2 separate regions of the Ovis aries genome follow, and region 1 is linked to region 2. A link is a contact called in public Hi-C data. All regions are on one chromosome and are shown on one strand. Each heading gives the region's core, a stretch centred on a gene start, on an enhancer-like site or on the middle of the called end of the contact. The rest is flanking DNA. Distances are from core to core; before and after follow the strand shown. Region 1 overlaps KLF3 (KLF transcription factor 3). Region 2 overlaps TBC1D1 (TBC1 domain family member 1).

What was found. Hi-C and Micro-C count contacts between places; a contact is called where the count stands out from the background.
Region 1: a contact with region 2 is called in a Hi-C map of liver, with 3 times the contacts expected there. The contact joins two enhancer-like sites. A contact is called at or near these places in 2 of 16 Hi-C or Micro-C datasets (liver and mixed tissues).

Annotation. Positions count from the first base shown.
Region 1 is chr6:58,650,731-58,657,022 of ARS-UI_Ramb_v3.0, forward strand. All of the region lies in intron 1 of KLF3 (KLF transcription factor 3), which reads left to right. Among named protein-coding and RNA genes, the nearest start is that of KLF3, 7.1 kb to the left of the region's middle. Within about 2 kb of position 4,926, at least 32 of the 54 cell types and tissues checked have an H3K27ac peak or open chromatin away from gene starts, as enhancers often do. A contact at or near this core is called in liver, where this site is marked.
Region 2 is chr6:58,131,970-58,137,913 of ARS-UI_Ramb_v3.0, forward strand. It overlaps TBC1D1 (TBC1 domain family member 1), which reads left to right. Exons shown (of 20, transcript XM_060417587.1): 18 at 1,230-1,399. Among named protein-coding and RNA genes, the nearest start is that of TBC1D1, 220 kb to the left of the region's middle. Within about 2 kb of position 4,067, at least 13 of the 54 cell types and tissues checked have an H3K27ac peak or open chromatin away from gene starts, as enhancers often do. A contact at or near this core is called in liver, where this site is marked.

The DNA of each region.
Region 1 (6,292 bases), core at 3,676-6,175, 520 kb after region 2:
CCCCCTTTTTTCTTTGGTATATTCTGTCAGTTGTGAGTAAGCAGATTTCTGGGTTAACTATGTAAAACCTACTTTAACAAACTATTTTTCTCTTGGTTATCCAGAAATAAAGTTGGCATAAAATGGTTGGAAAAGAAAAGTTTTTTGGCAATTTTCTCCCTTAAACTTCTTATGTGGGGATTTTCTCTAAAATCTAGAGGAATTATCTACAGTGTTCTCTAATGGAATTAATGGAAAAAGTTTCTGAGGCAGCACATCAGGCCTTATTCTTTCCCCAAATTGGTGATCGTCATCATCATCATAATGTTTTGGTTTTAGCATCTCAACCTATCACATTTTTCCTTGATGGATAAAAAGGAAAATACACAGTATGATATGAAGAAGGCTGCTAGAGTCAAATAGTAGGATATTGATAACCTTCCATGAAAAAAAGATGGCAGTTTGGAAAATTTCAATAAGATTTTTCCTTTCCTCTTTGGAGGAATCAGACTGTGATATTAAGTTGCTTGTAGGACAACAGATCTTTAAACTGAATTCATAAGTAACCCAAATTGAAGTAAGATTTTTTTATTTTAGCTCCAAAGTTGTTAACAATCCAACTAGATTTGGTAGATAGAGTCTTTATTTGGCTTAGTCTCAAATCATTCTTTCCTCCCTATTTATGGGGAGAGGGAGGTGGTTAATAAAGATGATTAGAATCTAATATTATTCTATCAGGAAGTATTCTGCAAGCTTTTAAATGTAAGCTAAACAATTAGGGAAAATTGTACCAATCTGATAGTTGTTATAATCATCAGAAAAAGTGGTGGGTCGGGGGTGGAAGGTCTACGTAGAGAAGGTAGTCTCTAAGCCATGTAAATCATCTACCTCCATCCCCTTCTTTAGATATTTGCCTTCTTCGTGCGTGCAAATCAACATTTTTGCTATAAAATGAACAGCTATCTTAAAGTGGCATTTCTTACTCTGTTTTCACACCCGGTTGTGTTTAAGAAAAATAAATAAAAGCAACCTAGCCCTTTAAGTACCAGAAATTACATTATTCTGAAAATTGGGTTTCTTTCTGAAGTGCTTCAGTTATCTATGATGCTAACTTTAAAAAAGAAAATCCCTGGAGTCATAAAACAATTGGTATCTGGTAGTATTCCAGCCAGAATTCATGTTGGAGTGAGTTGGAAAGAAGGGATTGTGGTGACTTCTAGCGTTCTCATTTTCAAGCTTGATCTGTCCCCTTATTAGACCCGGTTTCTCATCTCAAACAGTGATGCCGGCGCTGGAGACAGGAAACCAGACGGCAGTCTGCCCTGATAAGGGAGGGCATTGTCTAAGGGAGGGAGCCCTGCTTCCCCCTCAACTCTCCTTCCTTGAAATTGAGTAGCAATAAAAGAGATAGAATGCTACAAACGCAGTTTCTCAACCAGAACCAAGACTGTTTTCTCCCAAAGCAAAAACTGGCTCTGCTTTCTCTGGATTGTCACCATAGTTTAATGGCACATTAGAAAAAACTATTAGTATATTTTGTGTCTGTTGGGCAGAGTATTTAATAAATAGTAAGGTCCTTTCTCTAACAAAGCAGGTTCCTAGAGCGATTGGAAACTCATTCCATTGTGTTGGCAGGTTGAATACCATTTCCCCAATCTCATTATTAAGGGGAGCCGGAGACTAAATGTAGTCACTTACATGGCCCTTCAGCTTCTATGTAACCCTGGGTTTCACTGTTACCCTCTCCTGGGAAAGGGGTGCTCCCTTGAGAAGCAGCCCCCTTTCAGGAGGACCAGCTTAATCTGGGACATGTCCAAGATGGTGGCCAATCTCTGGAAGGCCTGGGGCTTTCCAGGGATGGCCTGGAGCTAGTCTCAGACCAGATCAGTGGAGTTTGGCCAAATCCAGACAGAAGAGATCCAGCGGACACTGAGGTCAGTGCCTTCTACCCAGGAGAGCGACCAGTGGTCCAGTGTGGGGTTTTTCTCCTTTGGCCCATATGCTCTAGTTAAGAGAACTAGAGAACTAGAACTAGCTTAGTTCTCTTAACTACTGTCCTCTAAGTCTGATCACTGAAATCCCCTCCTTTATCTGTTTCTTGCACTATACGCCCTGGTCCCTTACAAAGCTTTGAGCCCCAGAACCGCTTTCATGAGTAAGTTCGAGTTCCTATTCCAGTTCTTCAAGCAAGGGTGTTTTGTCTCCCAAGCGACGGTTTTCACATTTACTTTGTGTTTCAGAAGATGATTTTTAGACTAGTACCACTGGCCCCTGGGCAGATTTTCCTTGTGTGACACCTGAGGTACAGTCACTCTTAGGCCCTTGCCCTTCATTTCATCCTAGCATGTGAGAAAGGTAGTTTGACATCCATTCATGTATTCATCCCACAAGTATTTATTGAGCACCTACTCATTAGAGCTAATCTCAGATTGCGTGCGGTCATTATTCTCAGCTATGCCACAAGGATGGAGTAGGTCCCAAGTGATCTAACCTGAAAAGTCATTTTGAAATCATAATTGCCAGCCAGAACCTCCCCATGGCACTGCCTCCCATGGACCAGTGCGGCAGCACACAAATCCCACACCCCGCCGTCCCTGGGGGAATGCCCAAGTATAAGATGATTTGACTTCAAAGTGGGTCCCACAGCACAGAGTGGAGCAGAAGAACAGAAAGAGGCCTGGGTCTGCAGCAGACACACTTCTGTTCTTGGCTGCAGCTCCCACCAGCTCGGCGAATTTGGGCGAGTCATTTCACCTCTGTTCCTTCATTTCCTCATTTCTAAAATGGGGATGAGGACCTGACCCTTCCACCTTTGTACAGTTATTATGAGGATTTCCGTATTTACTTGGGTGAAGCTGCCAATTTTTTCTGAGCAGTTTTATGGACCAATTGCAGGTGCATTGGCCAGGAAGAATAGTTTGCCTAAATCGGGGCCTTCACACGCCGTCTTTTGATGTTGCATCCAAGCCTCCACTCAGAGAGGGGGAGGCAGCAGGGGCCAGCGGGCAGGAGTTGAGGTCGCCACTGCCATACATCCACTGCCCCTGGCTCTGGATCCACAATGGACCGGACCTGCCTGCAGAACTCTCCATTCCACTCTAGCTGTGGGTCGTGCCCTGTTGCAGGAGGCAGTGGAAGTGAGAACCAAGTCACCACCAGCCCTGAAATCAGACTGCTTTGGGTTTGTATCCCAGCTCTACCCCTCTAACAGCTGTGTGATCTTGGGCAGATGACTTTACCTCTCTGTTTCAGCAGTAAAATGAGAAGGTAGTACCTCCCCGTATCGTAGGCATGAAATGACACAGTCCTTGTAAAGAATGGGACCTGGAGAGTGCTGTTGTGAAGGTGGTGATAATCAGTAGGAAACCTGTGACATCACTGAGCTCCTGGATTTCCTTGGTCCATAGAAGTAGCATTGAAACAAAACAACCTAATGTTTGTTAACACACATGCACACACACACGTGCGCACACACACTTCAAGTCACTACATTCTTTTCTCTCTCACTGTCCTCCACCCCACCCCCCCCCCCCCCACCCCACCCCCGCCCTTAATTTAGGTTTTAAAATCGAGACCTTGACACTAGACTTGTTTAGAAGAGCTCTCTGGGTGAGTAATAAAAAGCAAAGGGTTATTGTTAGGAGCAATAGGTTTTTTGAGGAAGTTTCATTTAATAGATTTCCTTTAAGTTAGGCCCCCTCGCCCCCTCACTCATGTTACTTTTTTAAGGGAGATTTTCAAGTGCATTTAAAGAGAAAGGGAAGTGACTGAGACTCCTATAGCTCAGGGCTTTTATATCCACTCCTTATGCCTGGCAAAACCTTGACTTAGTGGGTGTGCCTGATCTCCGTTGGGGAGCAGGAAGGGAACCCCTCTAAGGAGCTGTGAAGTAAGCCCATGCTCAGGTGCTGCCCATCCTGGTGGTGGTCTTGGACAGCCTATTTGAAAGGTAGAAAGGCCCACCTATCTAGGTAAGAGGAGGCTGCCTCAGATGGGCCCAGGAGCAATCAGCTGGCTGCACTGAGTGGGGAGGGCCTTGAGCTGGTCTTTGAAGAATTAGGAGGATTTAGATAAGCCGGAAGGGGATGGGCATTCCACTCTGGTTGCCCAGCATCGGGGCCAAAAATGAACAAAGGCTTTGGGGAGGGGGCTGGGTGGAGGGAGAAACTGGGCAGTCGGCTTGGAGGGCTCTTGGTGGAGCAGGGGAGCAGCTGGTAGGAAAGGGGGTGCTGAGCCATGGTGCTTGAACCTGCCCTCCAAGCCCTAAGGGTGTCCCTTGGAGGAAAGTTTGGGAGTTTGGAAAAGACTCGCTGAGAAGAGGGCTTTGTGATACGTGGCAAGTGGCAGGTCGGCGGGGGGGAGGAGTGGTCAGAATGGCTTGGAGGGTCCAAGGGGCAGGCATAGGAGTCCCATGGAGGGGAGACCCTGTAACACAGTCTTGAGGTTTGAGAGCCCGGCCACGGCAGTAGTAGAAATAGAGAAGTTGGTGAGGAAAGCTTGAAAGATGAGGTGAGTGGCCAGGAGATAAGGCAGATGTGGGGCGCAGCCTTTTGGGGACAAGGAGGATTAGGGTGGGGCATGTTGAATTCTCTCACACAGCAGTGGCGCAGAGTGCCTTTCTGTTTGTTAGCTTCTGAAGGGAGTGGTCAGCAACAGCTCACGTGTGCGCAACCAGAGGTTCCGTGAAGCTTTTAGTGAAGCATCCTCAGGAGCTGGGGGAAGCAATGCCACTTCTTTCTGGTTATTTGCAAGGTTCCAGCCATCGCTGCTCAGGCCGGAATTTCCAGGAACTGGCAGCTGGCTGGAGCCAATTGGTCCCTCCCAGCCTCGCACTCCGAGGGTGGGGCCCCATGGGTGGAGGCCCCTCAGGGTGGAGTGGGGTGGGTCTCCAGCGATAGGGCGCCCGGTGGAGAGGCAGTGGCCTCACACAGCCCTTCTGGATTTGATTATATAACACATCACAGGAGAAAACTCAGGGCCAAGGCAGGCTGCGTAAGCCATGTGCACAGCAGGATTATGCATTAGGGGTGCTTTTCAACCGAGTTGGGGTCGCTGGCCCTTAAAACTAAAAAACAAAAATTGTCGGCATGGGGAGGAAAACTGCGTACATAACCTTAATAGGGAAAATGACTAGTGTTCACTAAAATTGCTTTAAGAAAGATGTGGTAGGCCACTAACTAAGTGGCACTGAACTTGAGAGTTCACCTAAAGGATATGGGTTTGTGTCTCCCCGCCCCCACCCCTGCTCTGCTGGGCCCTAGTCTGGAAAAGTGGAGGGACTTCACTTGGTTGTTACCTTTGCACCTGTCCTTATTTACATGCAAAATCAATTGCTTCACTTGGTCTTTCCGAAGTACAGGGTGTGGGCAGAATCTTATCTGAAGCCATGTCCTGTTTGGACAAGTTGGACTGCCTTGGCAACTCTCCATAGGGTGGAGCAGATGGGTGGAGGCAGGAAAGTAAAATTGGGTGGCTTGTTAGCCCAGAGAGGAGAGAGGGCGGATTGTTTGCTCATGGATCATTATATTTAATCTGAAACTAAATAATTAACTTCTTTCCCATTTACAAAACATTTTGATGCAAAATAACTAATTTATGAGGGGCAAAGATTTAGAAGTGTTCCACGGAATTTTTTTTTCCTTTCACACCAACAGTAGAAGACTGAGGTAGGAGAAAAATCAGCGAGTGTCATGAAAACGAGATGCCTTTCCAGGTAGGTGCCAGCGTTCAGCTGCTCTGAAAGGAGGCTCCGACTTAGAAATGTCCACTTCCATCTGTTGCCCGGCCCCTTGGATTTCTGGCCAGAGCAGCTGCCATTAAATACGCAACTCCTTGGAGCTCTTGAAAGAGTTAGGGTACAAAAGTAAAGAAAGAAAAGTTTAGTTGGAGAGGAAGTTTAGGAATGTTACCTGCCCACCCTGGTCCTCCTCCTGACCAAGAATCTCTCTCACACACACACACACTCAGCCACGCACCTTTATTTTTTTTAATTTGTCTTTTTTATTTTTTCCCTGAAGTTCCTTTTGGGAGTGAGAGGTGAAAGGAGGCAGCATGCTTCCTCCTTTAAAGCCCAGAGGCTTGGATGGGTTGAAAGGGGCACTTAACAGACGATGTGCTGGTTTGGCCATCCTTTTTTTCTCCTTACACCTGGCTGAGGTCGGCTAGGAAACAAAAGATCAGCTTTGAAGGAGGCAGATAGTCTGGAAGCTTAGGGTCAGGCTGGGCTTGGGGAGAAGGATCCAGGGTCCCTTTGAGTGCATTAGACAGGAGAGGAGAAGGGAGAATGTCAGAGCAAATCCTGATAGATCGCCAA
Region 2 (5,944 bases), core at 2,817-5,316:
CTGCCATAAGGGTGATGTCATCTTCATATCTGAGGTTATTGATATTTCTCCCAGCAATCTTGATTCCAGCTTGTGCTTCATCTAGCCCAGCATTTCTCATGATGTACTCTGCATATAAATTAAACAAGCAGTATTTCAGTTCAGTTGCTCAGTCGTGTCTGACTCTTTGCGACCCCATGAATTGCAACATGCCAGGCCTCCCTGTCCATCACCAACTCCCGGAGTTCACTCAGACTCACGTCCATGAAGTCGGTGATGCCATCCAGCCATCTCATCCTCTGTCGTCCCCTTCTCCTCCTGCCCCCATCTCTCCCAGCATCAGAGTCTTTTCCAATGAGTCAACTCTTCGCATGAGGTGGCCAAAGTACTGGAATTTCAGCTTTAGCATCATTCCTTCCCAAGAACACCCAGGACTGAACTCCTTGCAGTCCAAGGGACTCTCGAGAGTCTTCTCCAACACCATAGTTCAAAAGCATCAATTCTTCGGCGCTCAGCTTTCTTCACAGTCCAACTCTCACATCCATACATAACTACTGGAAAAACCATAGCCTTGAGTAGACAGACCTTTGTTGGCAAAGTAATGTCTCTGCTTTTGAATATGCTATCTAGGTTGGTCATAACTTTCCTTCCAAGGAGTAAGCATCTTTCAATTTCATAGCTGCAGTCACTGTCTGCAGTGATTTTGGAGCCCAAAAAAATAAAGTCTGACACTGTTTCCACTTGTTTTTAATAATGTACTTTTGCAATGATATAGGCTTTTTACAGTTTTTAAAGATCTTTACATCACTAAACTCCTTATTTCAAAGCAGAGGAAATGGGCATTTTTTTCACTTGCAGCATCAGTAATTAGGGTAGAGTATACAAATCTTTGTTTTACCCATGAAAACATGTGTTTTAATAATAACTCCTTTGAAATCCAGAGAATTTCTGGAAAAACAGACTAATTAAAAATTTCTTTTTCACAGTTCAACTTTTGAAGCATGTTTGAATTTAGTATATTTTTTGGAGTGAAAAAAAGATCTGAATTTGTGACAAAATTTTAGCAATATGTTTGCATACATTGTTTTCTTAGTATTATCTTGACAACCCTATCTGAAATATCAGGATCTTCTAATTTAGGGTTGTGTTTCCCACTGTCCTGCTTTTCAGTGTGTGAGAAAGGGGACAGTGTGTCATTTTATCAGCGACTGAGTCCGTATTAACTTCTGGCTTTTCTGTGTTTTTCCCAGATATGATCTTTCTTCAGGGATCAGAGGTCATATTTAAAGTGGCTCTAAGTCTGCTGGGAAGCCATAAGCCCTTGATTCTGCAGCATGAAAACCTAGAAACCATAGTTGACTTTATAAAAAGCACACTACCCAACCTGGGCTTGGTGCAGATGGAGAAGACTATCAGTCAGGTATGGTTCAGTCTGGACCCTCCAGAAGCTCCGTAATCCTGGATGTGCAGAAGCTGAATTTCTTCCTTCCTTCCTTTTCTTTCTCTTTCTCTGCCCCCCTCCCTCCCTCTGTTTCCTACCTCTCAGGACCTACCAAGTCCTGAGTAGCTTGTAGGAGGCACAGCTCAAGGCCTTGCTCCATGACTAAGTGTGTGTCTGAGTGTGCATGTGTTATGAGTGTGACACCGAGCACAGTTTCTTACAGTTTGTAAGAATTGTAACTGTAATTTCTTACAGTTAAGAGGCTTCACCCCTCATCGTTTGTTCTTCCAAGATTCATAGCTTTTATTCTTTGTAGGCTTTTGTAAAATGAGTGCTTTGATTTTTGTGCTGAATGGCATTAATTGGAATCTTCTAAAATATCTTGCTATGAAGTTGTGATAAGGAGTGTATATTCTGTAAGTTTGTTTCATGGTGTGTGTGTTTGTGAACAGTATTCAGTTCCACATCTGTGGTCCCATACCTCTGGTTTCTGTGTGCAGTAGAATTGCATGTATGCATGTATCACTCTCTGAAATGTTAAGAGGTTGAGAATGAAGTGACTTGGGAACTGCAGCTTGACCAGTTGTTAAATGGTCTGGGGTAAGAGTGGGAGCAGATTTTGACTCTGTGTCAGGAAGACTCTTCCAGTAATGATTGCTGACCATACAGGACTGAACTGCCTTGCAGAAGGTGAGGTCACCCTTGAGAGTGTCCTGAGGCCAGATGGCTGAGTGCTGCGGAAGGGATCTCAGCACTGGGCCACTGCAGACTCAGCGGCCGGGCCTCTCATAAGCCCAACACTTACAGCAATTATGTTAAAACCAATAGTGAAATAAAGATATGTTTTTAAAAAGTCTGAGAATTCCTGCTCATCTGAGAGTGGTGGGCTGCACGCACAAACGCAGCAGTTTGTGGTTCCATTTGCTGCTCCTCCTTTGGTGCCGAACCCAGAAAAGGAGGCACGTCCAGCCTGAGAGAGAGGGTTTTGCCCCGGTGCCGCTTTGGGTCTCTGCACATTTCATTTACTTATGTGAAGGAGCAGTGCTTTTCAACTCTGCACTTTCTTTTTTACTTCCCTGGCGCCTTCCTCTCAGTGTGAATCGCTCTGACTTATTGACGCCCTACTTTTTGCCAGGTTCTGAGCAACTCTGCATATACACACCTGAGCTTATTCAGTCATGACCTCCTGAGAAGACAGCTGGTTTTAACTCATGAGAAACCTAGGGTTCAGAGTGGTTAATTAGCTGGCCCACAGTCACATGGCCAAGAAGTGGAAAGGTGTTGTTTCAGACTGAGGCTCTCTCATGGCAAATGCTTTAGCAACTACTCAGCTCCACCAAGTGCCTCCAGGTATCATTTAATCAGAGTTTTCCAGTATTGTCCGTTAAGACAGAATCCTCCACCCTGTGATACTTTCCTTTCTGACCTTGCTGAGCATTTACTGTCTTTCAGAGCATTCATTGTGCATCCTTCTGTGTTTTGGCTGCTGGGGCGAACCCAAGAGCCTTGGTTCCCTAAACCCAAGTCTGTGCCGGTGACCACCTTGACCTGCTGCCTGGGCTCAAAGGCGGGCAGCCTTGCTGATGTTATTACCTTCTGGATATTGAGCCCCAGGAAAAAAAAAAAATCCCGTTTTCCTCCCCTCTTCTCTAAAGGATACTCACTAGGATGTGAGGATGTTCTTTAAATGTTGGAAGAATAGAAATGGTCACAGCGTGGAGAGAGGACAGTTGTGTGTGTGTGTGTGTACCTGAGTTATTTTAGGTACATGTTTTGAATTTGGTAATCTTTTAGTCCCTCGGCTCCCTAACAACTCTTGGGCACAGTGTATGGCTTCATAATCTTCATTTTCATTGCTGGGACACTGGGCACAGAGGGAGTAAATGCCCAGCACCCTGTATAGGGTGGCAGAACCAAGAGTGTAATAGACTCTGGGACACCAGGGCCCATCCTATGCAGAAAAGGAGTGTGTAACACAGTGATGATTGCAAGTGTGGTGGGAGTTCCAGGAGTGTGTGTGCAAGGGCTGCAGGAGCAGGCTGTGCAAGGAGTGAGCAGTGAGCAGGCCTGGCAGGGAGCTGAGGGAATTGGGTTCAGCCAGGCCTCTTCTAGGAGGAGGCAATGGCACTCCACTCCAGTACTCTTGCCTGGAAAATCCCATGGACAGAGGAGCATGGCAGGCTGCAGTCCACGGGGTCACAAAGCTTTATTGCACAGGGCCAGGGAGAAAGTGTTTCAGGCTTTGTGAGCCATAAGGTCATGTGAGGTAAGCTCAGTCTCTGGAGCCTGAAAGTGGCCAGAGCCAGTGTGCGTGTGGAGTGAAGTGACTGTGCTGCAATAAAGCTGTTTGCAGAGCATGCGGTGGGACAGCCCTGGCGCATGGGCTGCAGTCAACTGTCCCGCAGTTACAGCACGTGCAAAGCCACAGGGGTAAGAGACCTTCTAGGCACGGCTTCAGCTTTCTTGAGGGGAGGTGGGGGGTTGGATGTGGCATGTAGGGACACAGCACCTGCTTCTGAGGTCCAGGTTTTCAGCCTGTCACAGGTCTCGCTGGGAAACCAGATTCACGGTACCAGGCAGCTCTCGGCCCTTCTCCCCTCCCACACGGTCCATCTGGAACTTGACCTCTGTGGGCTGTCCAGCTTTCTGTTTTCTTGATGCCCCTCCCCTTCCTGCAGAGGGTGCTCTAGTCTCAAGTTCAGCTTAGAGGTACAACTTGGGAGAGCCTGCAGGGTGGAAATGATACTGTGTTCCTTGCACGTGGATGAGTTAATTGTTCTGTGTGTGAAAGGATGGAGCCGGGTGCACCCCTGAGATAGACAAGCTGCGTTTCACTAAATGCCTTCTCTGTGGAAACCTCTACTTGAGCCTCTGGGACACAGTCTGCATCCAGGGTGGGCAGAGTCACCAAGGACAGGGCCCTGCAGCTCCCGCTCAACACAGACAGGCTCGGAGCCGCCGCCGAGAGGCCAGCCCAGAGCTGACAGGGTCCCAGGCAAAGGGCTCTGGGGCAGCTGCTCAGTGTGACTTAAAGTTGTCAGTTGAATGTAAGCCTTAACAACCCGCTCTCAGGAAGGCGGAAGCCCTGGGAATAAACAGAAAGGAAGGGAAGGGACGTCAGGGCTGTCTCATCACAGGGCGTGCCCTGCAGCCTCAGGTCAGTGCAAGGAAGATTGCAGGGGAGCGGGGTTGGGAGGATGGAGCACATAGCCCACATTCAGCATCCTGCAGGCCCTGCCTCACGTGGGCTCCTGACCAGTACCACTGTCCTACTGCGTAGAACTTAACACAGAATCCAGTCCCGCCCCCCAGACCTGCTGAGTCAGAATCTGCCTTTCAGCAAGATCCCTGGGGTAGCCACACACACCTTGGAAAGGCTGCAGTGGGTGACTCCATCGTAAACACGCCAGACAGGTCTCGGTTCTGCTTGAGCTGGTAGGAGAGAAACCGGCATCTCACCAAAGCTCCCTTGTTCAGAAGATGCTCTTCAGAATCACAGTGGTGAGGCTGCCCCTTCTGCCTTGGGAGGAGTCCTCACGGCTCAGGCAGGTTGTGCCATTGAAAGCTTGTCAAAAGGCCAATCGCTGCCATACCAAGAGGGTAGGGATATGGCAGGGAGGCGTCCTTTACCCCTGGCATTGTTGAGAATTGCTTGCATTGCGGTGATAATAAAAAGCAGACCAACTTTCAGTTGGGTTTATTACTATTTTTAAATTCCCCACAGACACTGAACCCCTTTGATACCTGGGCAGATGCTCCACCATTGAGACTTCCCCCCACCCACCCCAGCTGGGGGGTAGGGGGTGGGGTGGGTGGAAAGTATGTGACTAGTTCTGTTCCCATCAAGGTTGATGGCTTCATTGTAATGTCCACAGACAGCAGAGAGAAAAAGACACTGAGTCTCCAATAGCAGATGAGCCGAGAATGGAAAGGAATTCACTAAAGGAGACTCATAGAGCAGACTAATAATAGCTGGGGAAGTATGTAGCTTTGTGCATAATTTAAATGTAAATAACGTATAGTTTTTTAGCTTCCTAGATTAACAGAATGAAACATTTTAATGCCAGTACCCAATTCCAAGGCTGTACTGTGTCTGGCACATTCTTAATGTTGCTAGTGGCATTGTATGTTGATTATTCCCATTTGGGAAGCAATTTGGCAGTGTGTATCATGAGCCAGTAAAATATTCCTATCCTTTGATTCAGTAATCCCATTTCTTGGAATGTATGCTTGGGAAATAAGCCAAAATAGGGGAAAAGCAGTACATACAAAGATGTTTAGAATTGTCATTTATAACAGAAACTTGCAAGTAACTAGAGAGCCAACATTCGATGACTGGATTAACATGATTATTGATGCATCAACTTGATAGAATACCACGAAGCCATTTATAATTACGGTTTTGAAGAATATACAGCAGTGTGAAAAAACATCCTTGGAGGACCAGGGTTCTGTCACTGCCAGCTGCATGCTGCCGCAGTCGGGGACACATTTCTGGGCATGACTGCAAGGCTGTGTGTGTTT